2 separate regions of the Pan troglodytes genome follow, and region 1 is linked to region 2. Evidence: chromatin contacts called from public Hi-C data. All regions are on one chromosome and are shown on one strand. Each heading gives the region's core, a stretch centred on a gene start, on an enhancer-like site or on the middle of the called end of the contact. The rest is flanking DNA. Distances are from core to core; before and after follow the strand shown.

Evidence for each region. Hi-C and Micro-C count contacts between places; a contact is called where the count stands out from the background.
Region 1: a contact with region 2 is called in a Hi-C map of induced pluripotent stem cells, with 3 times the contacts expected there. The contact joins the promoter of EPB41 here to the promoter of TMEM200B in region 2. A contact is called at or near these places in 4 of 7 Hi-C or Micro-C datasets (blood, induced pluripotent stem cells and stem cell-derived neural progenitor cells) and 1 of 1 datasets of contacts at active chromatin or transcription factors (stem cell-derived excitatory neurons).

The regions. Positions count from the first base shown.
Region 1 is chr1:202,090,662-202,097,274 of NHGRI_mPanTro3-v2.0_pri, reverse strand. It overlaps EPB41 (erythrocyte membrane protein band 4.1), which reads left to right and starts at 2,686. Exons shown (of 21, transcript XM_063783718.1): 1 at 2,686-2,997.
Region 2 is chr1:201,856,795-201,863,621 of NHGRI_mPanTro3-v2.0_pri, reverse strand. It overlaps TMEM200B (transmembrane protein 200B), which reads right to left and starts at 4,932. Exons shown (of 2, transcript XM_016957626.4): 1 at 4,849-4,932; 2 at 424-2,837. The coding sequence starts at 2,817. The coding sequence ends at 1,894. EPB41 (erythrocyte membrane protein band 4.1) reads left to right here. Exons shown (of 21, transcript XM_063783718.1): 21 at 1-1,031.

The sequences.
Region 1 (6,613 bases), core at 1,437-3,936, 240 kb before region 2:
CTCTACTAAAAATACAAAAAAAAATTAGCTGGGCATGGTGGTCTGTGCCTGTAATCCCAGCTACTAGGGAGGCTGAGGCAAGAGAATTGCTTGAACCTGGGAGGCAGAGGTTGCAGTGAACTGAGATCATGCCACTGCACTCCAGCCTGGGCGACAGAGCAGGACTCCGTCTCAAAAAAAAAAAAAAAAAAAAAAAAAAAGAGTGGTATGACCTTGGGTTGCCACTTTAGCTCTCTGAGCCTCAGAAGCTCTTTAGAACATTTTTGGCTGTTAGGATTCAATAAGATAAAATGAGCAAATGCCTGTAAAAGAACCAGGATCGCTAAATGTGAGTGGCTTCTTCAAGAGGTCACTGCTGACGGGGGCATCTCAGGTAGCAAAGTGCTCCCTGCAGTCTGGGGATGGAGGCGAAGATTATGATGTCACTGGCAGAGGCCATGGGGCAGGGGGCCTGCAGTCCAGGGAGTGACAGCTTTCCCGCTTCAGTGACTGACAAAGCCACACAAGGCCTTCACCCACACAAGTGCACAAGTCACCTCAACGAGAAACACACACACAGGTGCCTGGGTGGAGGGGCCGTGGGACGGGGCAGAGCTCTCTAGGTCCCAGGGCCTGAGGCCCAGGGGACAACCTGTTTATAGGACACAGACAGACACAGATTCACACCCTCTATATAAACTCACAAACAGGGGCACACCCTCACAGGCACCAAAACACACCCCCCTACACATACACATACACAAATGCACAGAAACAGGAGATACAGGATCACAAGCATATTCCCAAATGCACTCCCCACGCACAAATTCAGAAACGCAGAGCCCTCCCTAGCCACCACACACACACACACACACACACACACACTTATCAGGCTGGGGCAGGCACTGGCACTGCTGAGTCACCCACAGGCAGCTCAGCCCAACAGAGCTAGAGCCACGTGGCTGCCCCAGCAGGGAGGGGGCAGGGCCCACAGCAGCTCTTTAGAATCACCCCATCCACCTGACTGCTGGGGTTTTCCTCTCCCTAGCCCTTTGATTGAGTCAGGGGTGGGGATGGGGTTGGGGGAGGAGCCACTGTTTGCAGAGGCCAAATCAAAAATTTCACAGCCTGCACTCTCCTGGGTGCAAGAGTACACGTGAGAGGAGTTAAAAAATACTACTAGATTAATTACTATTTGCAAATATATTTTCACATACTCTCATTTAACCATCACAACAGCTCTATATAAAGTTAGCACTATTATTAATCTCATTTTACCCCGGGGTTGGGGGCGGGTGCCTTGCCCCAAAGCCCAAAACCCAGACTCACCTGCCTCCAAATCCCTACCTCATAACCCCTGGGCAATACTGTCTGGTGGGCAGGTGTGATATAGGCAAGTGAAAGGTACATCAATGTGCTTGGGAGCCTGGTTGTCTCTGTGTGTGTGTGTGTGTGTGTGTGTGTGTGTGCTCGCGCGCCAGGCTTCCCCAGGGGATTCACAGGGATAGAGACTGAAAGGGTCTCAAGTGTCCTGATTTCTGGTCGAAGGATCCAACATTTCTCTAGTCCCTTGGAGCCCACCTCCCTCCATCAGAAAACATCTCCCCAGTCAAAGGGCTCAGTCTGACCCTCCTCTGCTAGACTATGGGCTCCTTGAAGGCAGGAACCAGGGCCCTGAAGCCTCAAACAGGACCTGATTCAGAGAAGTCCTCAGTGAATTTGGAGGGGGGGAGAGTCAGTCAATGTATGACTTTTAATTCAGTTATGTATCAATATAACAATAACATCAATAATTATAATAAATGCTAATGCTTATTGCATGCTTACCCTGGGACTGGCACTGTTCTTAGCACTTGACATGGATTCTTTCATTCAATTCTTGCCACAACCCTTGAGGAAAATACTTTTATTAACCCCACTTTGCAGAGGAGGAAACTGGCTTGGAGAGAGTTAGTAGCTCACCCAAAGTAACTCAATTAGGAAGTGGCAGCGTTGGGGATTGGAACACAGGAAGTCGAGTTACCCCATTTAGTAGGAAGATCACTACATTCAGAGGAAGGCCTTTGTCCTCAGCGAGCCTCAGTTTGCCATATTTGTCCAAAGAAAGGGTTAGTTTTCCACGGTGCTCTGGCCTGGAATATTCTATGATCCTATGATTCTGTGACGAAGAGCTTTTGAAGTGTCAGGGTTAGTTTTAAAATGAAAGAGGCCATTCTGCCGGGTGGTGAGCTTCCTGACATGGGCATATGTAAGCCAGCTTAGGCCTGAAATGGGAGGGAGGGGATGAGACTTCGGCCAGTGACCATGGAAGCGTTGATGGAGTGGACCATCAGGAGCGGAAAAGTCACTGAGAAGAGTGGCAAGGCGGGCACGACAGGATCCAGAACTCGCTTTTACGGAACGCCTACTGTGTACCAGACCTATGCTTGACATTTAACTTACATCGCTAATTCTCAGGAAAACATTGTAAGATTTATGGTTGACGAAATTCAGATCCAGAGAAGTGACTTGTTCAGGGTCACGCCGGACGAAGTGGTAGGACAGGCGATCCAGGTGAGTCTCCTCAGGGTCACTTCCCTAGATCCCCTCTGACCAACCCCTCTACCTATTACCCTTAGGAGCAGTACCACGTGTCAAATTGCTTCACACTTTTGTCATATGACGTCACACCAGTCAATCCAGGAACTCCCTGCCCTTCCCTCCCCTGACCTCTGGGGTCTATCAAAGCAGCCCCCGGCTCAGTGTCCCCGCCGGACGAGGCTACACCTGCAGCCCCCGCCCCTTCCCAACTGCGACTCTGGCACTCCTCTGCCCGGGCCTCCCCCTCCCCGCCCCGCTGATCGGCAGTTGCCTGCGCCAATCAGAGGGCCTAGCGGGCGGGGCGGGGCCTCACGATGGAGTTGCCCTGTCAGTGCAGGTGGAGGCCCCGGCGGGGCAAAGTGGCAGGAACCTCTTAAAGGGCGAGAGCGGCGCGGAGCCAGAACGCGGTCGGCCCGGTCCCCGCCGCACCCAGCCCAGGTGAGCCTGGACCACCTGGGGGGCGACCCTCGGTCCCCGGGAGGGACGGGGTGAGGGACAGAAGAACCTACCCCCAAGGGCTCGGACCGTCCCGGGAGAGGCGAGACCGGGGTCGAAGGGTCCAGGGCTGAGGGGTCCAGCGGTCCCGAATTCCAGAATCCGAACTTGGGGTCCAAAGGAGTCTGGGCATCTTAAAGTTCAGGGTGCAGGGAGGGGCGTGGGAGTCTGGAGAGGGGGTCCGGGAGCTCGGATCCGGAGCTAGACACGTCCGGGTCCGGCCGGTCCTGGCTGTCTGGGGCGGGGGTCCTGCATTCGGTGTCCGCGGGAGAGTCCCTGCAGGTCGGCGCAGCCCCCGGCCGCCCCCTAGCCCCGCCTTGCCCGGCCCCGCATGCTCCTGCCGGGCCCGCAGCAGCGCTGGAGCGGGCTGGCGGCTCGCAGCCGGAGGGGGCTCCGGGGCCTGGAGCCCCGCGCCCCGCTCCGGCCCTTACGTAACTGACTTTGAGTTTCCGGACCCAGGGACCGACCCGCCAGCTGGGGCGCCGGCTGTGCCCGCCAGGGTGGCCCCCCCGGCCGCCGCGCCAGCCCCACACCCTCCCTGCCAGGCTTGGTCTAGGGGACTTCCCTCTGTCTGGGTCTCCCGGGTCTCTCTGTCCGGTTCAGGCTCCGGTTCCCTCTCATCTCTGGGTTCCCTGTATCTGTCATCTGTCGTCTCTGTTTTGCTGTCTCTTCCTGTCTCTGTCCTCTGTCTTTCCTCAAGAATTGTCTCGCCCTCACCTACACTTCCCGGCAGGCCCCACCTCTTCAGGGTGGGACAGGACCCCTCCTCTCCAGCTAGTTGGAGGCAGGGACCTGTCCAGACCAACCCGAGCCCGAGCTCGCTCCAGGAGTGGGGAGGAGAGAGGAGGGTTGGGGAAGATGATTCTAGGACCCTTAGCTCCTGGGTCCGGGAACGGACGACCCCTTCTCCGCCTCTGGAGCCCTTTCCTCCAGAAGGAGGAGGCTTGGACAGAACCTGGCTGGGGCTGGGCTTAGGGCAACTGGGAGTCCCTGTGAGAGCTGCCTAGTGTCTCGTCAGGGTCAGGTCCTCAGCTATTGAAGGAGAGCGGGAGGGGCTGGGGAGGGGCCAGAGCCCTGGCACGCGCCCCGGAGCTTCAGCAAGCTCCCTACCTCCACCCAGTTTCAGGCCTGGAGGATGGTCTTGGCAAGAGGCTGGGTGGGGAAGGGATCTGCAGGAGGAGGCTCAAGGGACTTCTGCATGTTGGGGAGGAGGGTGGAGATAGAATGACAGACCCGCAAGTCTAAGGAGCACCTACTGGGAACACTCCCTGCCTTGAAGGCTCTCCGGGGTGTCAGACAGACACTTCGGAAATAACTGTAAATAAGGCGTTAAAGCAGGTGTGAGGTGGGAATATTATTTCTTCTTTTTTTTTCTTTTGAGACGGAGTCTCGCTCTGTCGCCCAGGCTAGAGTGCAGTGTCGCGATCTCGGCTCACTGCAAGCTCCGCCTCCCGGATTCACGCCATTCTCCTGCCTCAGCCTCCCGAGTAGCTGGGACTACAGGCGCCCGCCACCGCGCCCGGCTAATTTTTTGTATTTTTAGTAGAGACGGGGTTTCACCGTGTTAGCCAGGATGGTCTCGATCTCCTGACCTCGTGATCCACCCACCTCGGCCTCCCAGAGTGCTGGGATTACAGGCGTGAGCCACCGCGCCAGGCCGGGAATTATTAATTATAAGCCAGGAGAAACTTTGCGCAAGGAGGTAGGAGGTTTGAGAAGAAAGGGAGCCAGAAGCTGAAGGGAGCAGAGGGAGGGAGGAAAGGGGACATCCAGTGCCCAGTAGGCTCTGCACACAGCAGAACTGGGTTGAATCCTGACCCTTCCACTTTCCTGCTGTGTGATCCTGCATGAGTCACTTCACCTCTCTGAGTCCCAGGCTTGTACTTTGTCAATAATCCGGACCTTGCAGGCATAAGCAGCATCAAATAGGCAATGTGTATGCAGACCAGAATGGTAGCTGGTCTGATAGCAGGCCAGTAGTGTGTTTTAAGAAGGGAATGGAGTGGGGAAGCCCTGAGGTTTCCGCTGTATGTATAGGAGAGCCAGGCACCACCTGCCAGGTCTCAGCAACATGGGGCATGGGTGGAGTGCCTGGGTGTATGGGTGATACTCATTGAGGCCACACTGGCTGTCTCCTGATTGGCCCATCCCTCTACCTCCTAGACCAGGGCTGGCCTCCCTCCTGTAGGCTCCAGGTGCCAACAGAAGCTCCCACCCAGGCCGCCTTACTCCCCAGACGAGTGCGGGTAGAGCCCTGTCAGGGCAGGGCCAGCACCCTCTCTGCAGAATGGACCATGGCCAGGAGACTGGCTGGCCGTGCTGTGCAGGAACATCCGTCTGGCTAGGAAGATGCTGACGCTGTGTAGGCCCCATGGAGGTCCAGACCTCTGTTGGCTGGGGCTGGGCCCAGCTGATGGAACCTAGGCTGCAGGGTGAGACAGAGGCTGAGGTGGTGGGAGTGAGGAGGGGAGGTGCAAGGAGGGACTCCTGGAGAGGAATCCTGAGCCCAGGTGTGGAACCAAACCGAGCTTCCTTCGGTTATTCTCTAAGCCTTTCTTGAGCACGTACTGTGCACCATATACAGGTCTGCCAGCCACAGACCTGAACAGGATACTCACAGAGGGCTCACCACAGAGTTATGGTGTCCTGAGATTTGTTAGGGGTTTGCAGAATGGGCCTGTATGACAGTTCCTGGGGATAGGGGAGTTCAGAATTTTCCCAGGGCCTTAGATTCTGATATTTTATTTTATTTTTATTTTTATTTTATTTTATTTTATTTTGTTTTTTTGAGACAGAGTCTCACTCTGTTGCCCAGGCTGGAGTGCAGTGGCATGATCTCAGCTCACTGCAACCTCCACCTCCTGGATTCAAGCGATTCTCTTGCCTTAGCCTCCTGAGTAACTGGGATTACAGGCTCCTGCCACCATGCCTGGCTAATTTTTTTATTTTTAGTAGAGATAGGATTTTGCCATGTTGGCCAGGGTGGTCTCGAACTCCTGACCTCAGGTGATCTGCCCACCTCGGCCTCCCAAAGTGCTGGGATTACAGGCGTGAGCCACCGTGCCTGGCTGATTCTGATATTTATTAAAGGGAGTGGGATTCCACTCCTTTATAGTCTGCAGGCTAGTCACTTTGCTCCCTGGGTTTCAGTTTCCCTTTCTGTGAAATGAGTAGGGGAGATAAGTCTAAAGTCTCTATGAGTCTTCCAGCGCCTATTACTATAGCCTCGGGACCTAGTTTGGGACTTAGTCTACCCCCTACTCTCACCCCATGTGAGGGGATAGGATGGAGCAAGATGAAGGCTGAGTATGACGGGCCCACAAGTCCTGTTCTTGGCCTGTGTTCTCTAATCATAATTACAGCCACTGCCTGTTAAGCACTTACTATGCACAGCATTCTGTTCTAAGCCTTTAATATGCTGCATTAACTCATTCAATCCTTACAATCTCATGAGGGAAATATTATCGTTGTTTTGCAGGAGTTTAGGGAGCTGAACAGACTTGACCAAAGTCACAAAGCTGGGAAGTGGCCGAGCTGGGATTTGAACTTAGGTTCAACT
Region 2 (6,827 bases), core at 3,683-6,182:
CACTGAATATTCCGTGTGATCTAGAACAGTGTGGCAGCTTTCACAGCACAGGACTGTTCATCGGGGGCCTAAACGTTTCCCTCAGCTCTGTCACCAACTCACTTCTCTCGGCTTCATTGTCTGTAAATTGGATGAAAAGAGCTCTAATGCCTTTCAGGCTCTTAGAAGCCATAGATTTGGACAAGCCCAGCAAGATGGGTGTCCTTCCAGGCCTCTTCCCCTTTCCGCCATCTCTGGCAACAGTTCTTGGGGTTTGGCAATTGTTTGGATTTTTTTTTCTTTCTGCAGTTGTGTGTATGTGTGTTTGTGTGAAGAAAAACAGACTCTGTCCAGGTAGAAATGGTGAGGAGGGGGAAGAGAATTACATTTCCAGGGTCAGAAACTTGGCAACAGTTTTCCTAGAGTGACTCAGACACACCACAGTAACAACTCTCGCTGCAATTTTATTTTAATTTGAGAAATAAAGATTTCCTCCAAGCCACATGAGGACTCTGGCACCCACCCACAAAGCAAGACCTGTATTTATAAGCCGAGGGCTCAGGGAGCCTAACTGCGGGACCCGTCAGGGCCCCGTGACCCATCCCCGTCCCCACCCCCCCCCCACCGCCGGGCCCATCAGTGTGTGTTGGGGCGATGCTTGGCAGCTGGGGGTGAGGAGACAAACCTCGGGAACTGGAGCCAGAGCTGCGGCCTAACTGACGCCTTTTGATGCTCACGGGAAATTTCTGCCCAGGATCTCAGCCCCAGGCTGGTTGTTTCTACAAATCTCTCTCAAATGTATTATTTTGGTGACAAAAATGAAGGAGCTTTGTAAATTTTTTTAAAATTATGAATCATATCAAGTAGTTGTTTACATTTCTTGAAAAAATAGGAACTCGGGCAGCAGAATCAGATTGGCAGAATCTTTAGACTACACAGGCAATAATCAAGTCTGCTGTTTTGGCCTTTCGTAGTAGAAGTGGTTGTAGTGTTTAGATATCTGGTCTTGCTTCTTGTATTGCATTTTTTTCAATAAACAACAACAAAAAGAACTCTCTCTGTGAGGATTGATCCACTTTTAAATTTCTCTTCTACCAACAACTTGGGAAAAATTAAATATGGGTGGGGGAGACCTAAACTCAAGTCATTTTCTAAAGTAAGTTACCCACATTGACCAAAATGCAGCTTCAACGTTGAGTAAAGGGATTTCTGAGAGCTGGCCAATGCCTTTTGCCAGCTGCAGTGAGATTCTGCAGCATAGGCCACGATAAAGGAAGGAGAGAAGGGGCTTCTCAGACTTATTTGCAGAGGGGCCCAGAACTCAGTATGAAGGCATTGGCAGTAGTGTAGCTCTAGAGGGATATACCCCAGATGGCTGAGGGAAGAAAGGGATTGAGGTGGTAGGAGTTCAAGGCTCAGTCCCCGTCCCAGATGGCAGTGGAGAGTCTCATCCCATGGTCCATCTTCCCAGAGGCCCCACACTCCATCACCAGTGCCGCCTTGGAGGGAGCCTGCCCCAGCCTGTAACATCCCAACCTACCTCCCAGTCTTAGGGGCCCTTGCCCACCACTTTCTTGGGTTTGCCAAGACACTGGGTACATCTCCCAGTCACCCTGGCCTGGACCTCCAGCCCCGTTAAGGCTAAGGCCACTTACAGAGGCTGAAGAAATTTCTGAGGCGAGTCCTCCACACTCCACAGTGAAACGCACCCTCTCCAGCTCACTGAGCCCTGGTGCAGCTGGCATTTCTCTGCCCGCATGCAGGTCAGGATGCCCTTCACAGCTGCTGTGGTCAGAGCATCCATCCCCAGCCTGGGATGTGACTGAAACATCTATTAGACGTTGGGACTCCTGGTCCTCTGGTCCTATTAGCATGGTCCATGCTGCAGCCTCAGAGCAGGCTGTCTCCCCTCTTTCAGACCCGGGCCCCCAAGTCCCCTCCTCCTCCCAATTTGGCATAGCCCCCAAGACTGAGGCGGTCCAGCCGTGGCCAGCTTCGGTGAGCACAGTCCCGAGCTGCTGGGGCCCCAAGGAGGAGCTCCCCAAGGCCCAGATCCAGAGACTTGGAATGTTCAATGCAGGAGCCAGACGGCTGCACGGTGATGATCACATGGCCAGTCTGCGTCCGTGGACCCCAGGGTGGGGGCAGCCCGGGGCCCTTCAGCGGGTAGCTGTTGAGCAAGGCAGGTAACCCCAAGCGAGGATTAGCGGGCTCTGAACGCAGACTCCGCACTGACGGGACGGGTGAAGTACCCCGACGCGGGGACGGGTCCCAGATTTCTGGCTCTGCGCAGCCTACGGCTCGGGGACTCCTAGGGCCGGGGCTGGGAAGGAGGGCGCAGTCCCAGCCCGGGCCGTCGGGGGGCCGGAGCGCCTGGGCCCGCAGCACCCCCTGGCGGAGCCGTCGCGTCTCCAAGTCTCGGTTCTCATACAGCAGCGTGTTGGCGCAGATGAACACGAACAGGCCGACGCCCATGATCACCGGCCCGAGGAGCCGCAGCCGCTCGTGCGGGCCGTGAGCCCGGCCCCCGCCGCGACCCTCGCGTCGCAGCTCGCTCATCTGGGGCGAGCTGGCATTGGCGGCCCGGGACCCTGGGGCCCCGGCCCGGTGCGGCCAGTAGCCGGCCACTGCAATGCCCATACCCACCAGTACCACGAGCGCCCCCAGCGCCGCGAACGCTCCCGACGGCGAGCGCAGCCGCAGCCGCGCCCGCACCCGCAGAGGCTCGGGCGGGGAGCGCGGGCGCCGGCGGCGGCCCAGGCGGCGGCCCAAGCGAGAGACGCGGCCCTCGGGGCTCCTCCGCACCTCCCCGCATTCTTCGGGGCTCCCGGCCGTCATCTCGCCGTCGTCTGGGCGCTCTGCGGAGAGAAGATGGGAGGCAAGGACTGGACCGACGGGCCTCTAGCTTCAGGGCGCCAGGTTCGGGGCGCAAATCCGGGAGGGAAGCTCCGGCCGCCCAGCCCAGGCCGCTTGGAGATCCCTGGCGGCCACCCCCGGATTTTCCCGGGCGGCGAGGCGGGGAGCCGCCCGCGCTCGGGTTTTCCGCAGCGGAGCTCCGAGCCAGGGACGCGCGGCAGAAGCCGGAGTTGGCCCGGCCCGCGGGCGGAGAGGAGGGAGGGGGGCGCAGGCTGTTCCCTGGCGCATCCCGGGCTGCGAATCTCCTGCCGCCTGCGTCCGGTCCGCAAGCCCACGGGTCTTGGGCCTCGGGAAACGTGCGGCCCCCAGCTGCCGCGTCTCCAGGGTAAGTACCTCCCGGGCTCGACCCCACCCCCGCACGTGGCTGCACCGTAGCAAATGGGGCGGGGGCGCTCGGGCCTCCCAGGTCCGCAGGGGTCGCTCGCCGGGCCCCACCTCCCCCCTACTGTGCTTTACATACCGCAGCGCGGGAGGAGGGGGCGTCACCGGCTCCAGCCTCTCCCTGCCCGCCCCCTCCTTCCAGACCTCCTCCGCCCGCAGCGAAGCTGCAGCAGGAGCGACTTGAGCTGGACACCGGGAAGACCGCTCGGATCAAGACCAGCCAGGCAGAGGAGGAGAGGCGGCGCCGACTTCGCCCAAGATTTCCATCAAGTCCACGCATGAGAGGCCTCTCCCTCCCCCAGCGGTCGTGCTGGGGCCACGGCAGCAGGCGGGGGTGCCGGTGCCGGGCGCTGGGCCCCGCCGGACGGATGCCCTCCCGGCTCCCCCGTCGGCCCGGGCAAGGCTGTTCCCAGGTTGCGACGTTTCCAATTCGGGCTCCTCCGGATGAATCATCCCCCTTTCCCGCCGCCTGGCCTCCTTTCCCGCCTCCTCCGCCCGAGGCCTCCGTGGCCCGTGGCCCGGTCAGAGCAGCACCGCCCCTGCGCCTCGGGATCCGGGCCGCACAGCTTAAGCCCTCCCGATTGCCGGCCGCGCCCTGCCTGCGGCCTGTGGCCTGGATCCCGGGCCCAGCAGGAGTAGCCGAGCTGCGTGCGGTGTGGCCCCCACGAAAGGGAGGGCGAGGGAGAAGACGCGGCCCCCCGCCCAGGCGCCCCAGGCCGCAGGAGAGGAGGCTCAGGGCCTAGCTGTCCAGGGTCGTCCTCACTGCTCGCGTCCGCTTCCTAAAGAACCACCGCGCTGGAGCCCGCAGCCGAAACCTCGGGGAGGCGGCCTTGCTCCCCGACCCACGCCCCATCCGCACCCCAAACCTCAAAGCAGGACACCCATCCCTGCCTCCGACTGGAGCGCTCAAGGCCCGGGCCTAGCAGGGAGCCGCCACTCTCCCGCGTCCAAAGCCTGGTTTCACAGACTGCAACTACGGCCCAGGGAGGCCGGGGAGACTGCCCGACCCCGCACTAGGCGGGGGCTCTGCCAGGTCCGACGCCGGGCTCCGGGGCCCCAGCCCTAGACCCCTCTCAGGACAGCCACGGGAGTGTCCAGGAGGAAGCGAGGCCCATCCCCTCCTTGTCCCTGAGTTTGCAGCCCTTTCCCCAGCCCGCAACAGGAGGAGCGATCATCGCTTCAAGCCAGAACTGGCGCTCCCAGCCCCGGCTCCAGCAAGGTCACCCGGAGCCCCGCGCGTCGCTGCCGCGAGGGAGGCGAAAACAAGCAGAGTGGGGACGTGGGGACATGGGGACACGCTCAGAGACCCCGAGCCGTGGAGGTAGTGGGCCGACGCTGGGGACACCAGGGAGGCGGAAACTTGGGGACACAGCGCACAGCCCGACGGAAGATGCTGGGGCCGAGTCCCCAGGACTCCAGGGTCCCGCCACCGCCCGCGTCCACACTCCCGCCTGGGGGAACGGGAGGGCCGCGCTCCCGCCCCCAGGGGCCCTGACCGAGGGAGTGAGGGAGGGACCAAACGAAAAGTTGGGAAAAGTGGAGTGCGGACCCCTGGACCCCAGCTCGGCTCACCTGGCGCCGCAGCGCCGCGCGGGTCCGGGTCCCAGTCCGCGCGCGGAGGCTCCAGAGCCGCCCGGGTCTCCACGGCCCGGCCCCAGCCCCGCCCCGGCCCCGCCTCCAGCCCCCGGGACCGTCCGGCCCGGCCCCACCGCCGCTGAAAGGCGGCAGCTCAGGTCAAAGGATCGCAGGTAGGCGCCGTGTGCGCGCCTGGTGACTCCGGGCACCCGTGGCCCGAGTCCTGCCATCCCCACTCTCCCACCCCCACTCTCCCACCCCCAGCTTACATCGGTCGCAAAGGCCCACAAAGGCGACCCCTTCCTACATGGGGAAACTGAGACCCGGGACCTAGGAGCCCCGACACCCGCACGTCCTTCCCCGCTTCCCAGAGCCCCTCATCCCAGGCGCCCGGGGAGCTTCCAGGAGGAGGCGGCCCGAGTCCCTGCTCTGCCCCGGTCCCGCAGCCCTTGCTGTCGCTGAACCTCGCGGACTTCATCTGTGCAATGGGCACCAAGGCTTCAGCCTCGCAAGATGCCGAGAGGCAAGAGCCAGACGCCAAGGGCCAGCCCCGGGCGACTCCGCAAAGCCCTCAGCGAAAGCAGCGCCCGGGGAGGGGCGGGCCTTGTAGCTGAAAGGACCGGACTGGGTGCTGAGGTGCCGCCGGGTACTCCTAAGAACAGGCGCCCCTTCGCCAGTGGGGAAGCGGGCTTGTTCCCAATAACGGGGAGGGTGCTGAGAGCTGCGACCCCGCCGGCGAGCCCGAAGGGGGCGGCCCGGCCTTCGCGCCCTCCCGCCCCTAGAGGCAGGAATGCAGAGCGGGGGAGCCAGGGCGGCCGGCGGTCGGCCCAGTTTCCATGATGCGGGGGGCGGGTTCGGGGGAGGCGGCGACCGATTTCCAGGCTCAGCGGTCAGGCCGGGCCCCCCGGGAGGAATTTCCGGCCTAGGATTGATTAAGGCCCGCCCCTCCCCCCAGCCGTGGAGACCCCCGGCGCGCAGCCGGGGGGAGGGGCGCTAATGAGACCCGGCTGCGCGCCGCGGACAGGGAGGGGACCCGAGGAAGGGGCGGGCCAGGGGCCGGGGCCACCCCCCGACGCGGGGCGGAGCCGGGTCCCGGAGCCGCACGGCCAGGCCAGGCCTTGAACCTGAGCTCCCGCCCTCTGGGTCGGCGGAGGAGAGTGGGGGTGCATCAGTGCCCCCCGGGAGCCCCTCTTCCAGCTCTTAAAAGCCCCCTCGGGGGGTCGGTGAGGTCACGGGCGGACCAGAGGGACCACAGTGGGGAAGGCCGAGCCTTGGCTCCCGGGCTTCATCCCTGCGAGGCCGTGTGCGAGATCGAAGCCAGGGCCTCCTTGCCTCCCCAGTCCGACTGGAGGCTCCTGAGGTCTGGGTCCGCTCCACGGAGGCCTCCCTCCAGCTCCTTTGCTTGGGACCCCCGCCCCCATCAACCCTCCGCTTCGTCCACTCCCCGCACACTGACCCCACCGCCGTCGCACCTCCGCCTCCCAGCTCTCCCTCCCACCCCTGGGCTCCCTCAATCCCACCCCACGCCTGCCCCTCCCGGCCCACTGCTCTTCCTCCAATAAGCCCGGCTTCTAGTCTGACTCCCTGGGCCCCTCGATCATCCCCTGCCTCCAGCTCTGTGAAGGGCCCTTTGTCCACCCAAGCACGGGGTCAGCCTTGGCCCCTTCCTCTCCCCCTCTCATCCCACCCACAGAGCCTTGGGGGCCCTGCTCTTTTCATCTGGGGCCAGCCACGTTCTCCCTTTCCCGTGGCCACTGTCCTGCTCCGGCGTCCAGGCTCCTCCTGGAGCCCATGGTCTCCTGCCTCCCCCCGTCCTAGTGCGCTGCAGACAGGCAGCAAGGGTTTCCACTCTGAATCTGAGCCTGCCACTACCTGCTTAAAACCATCAGTGACTCCCCAAATCGAGTTGGAAATCTCTTCTTGTCTCCACGAACTGGCCCCGGGCCTCTTACACTCCCTCAGGGCTTGGTTGGTCC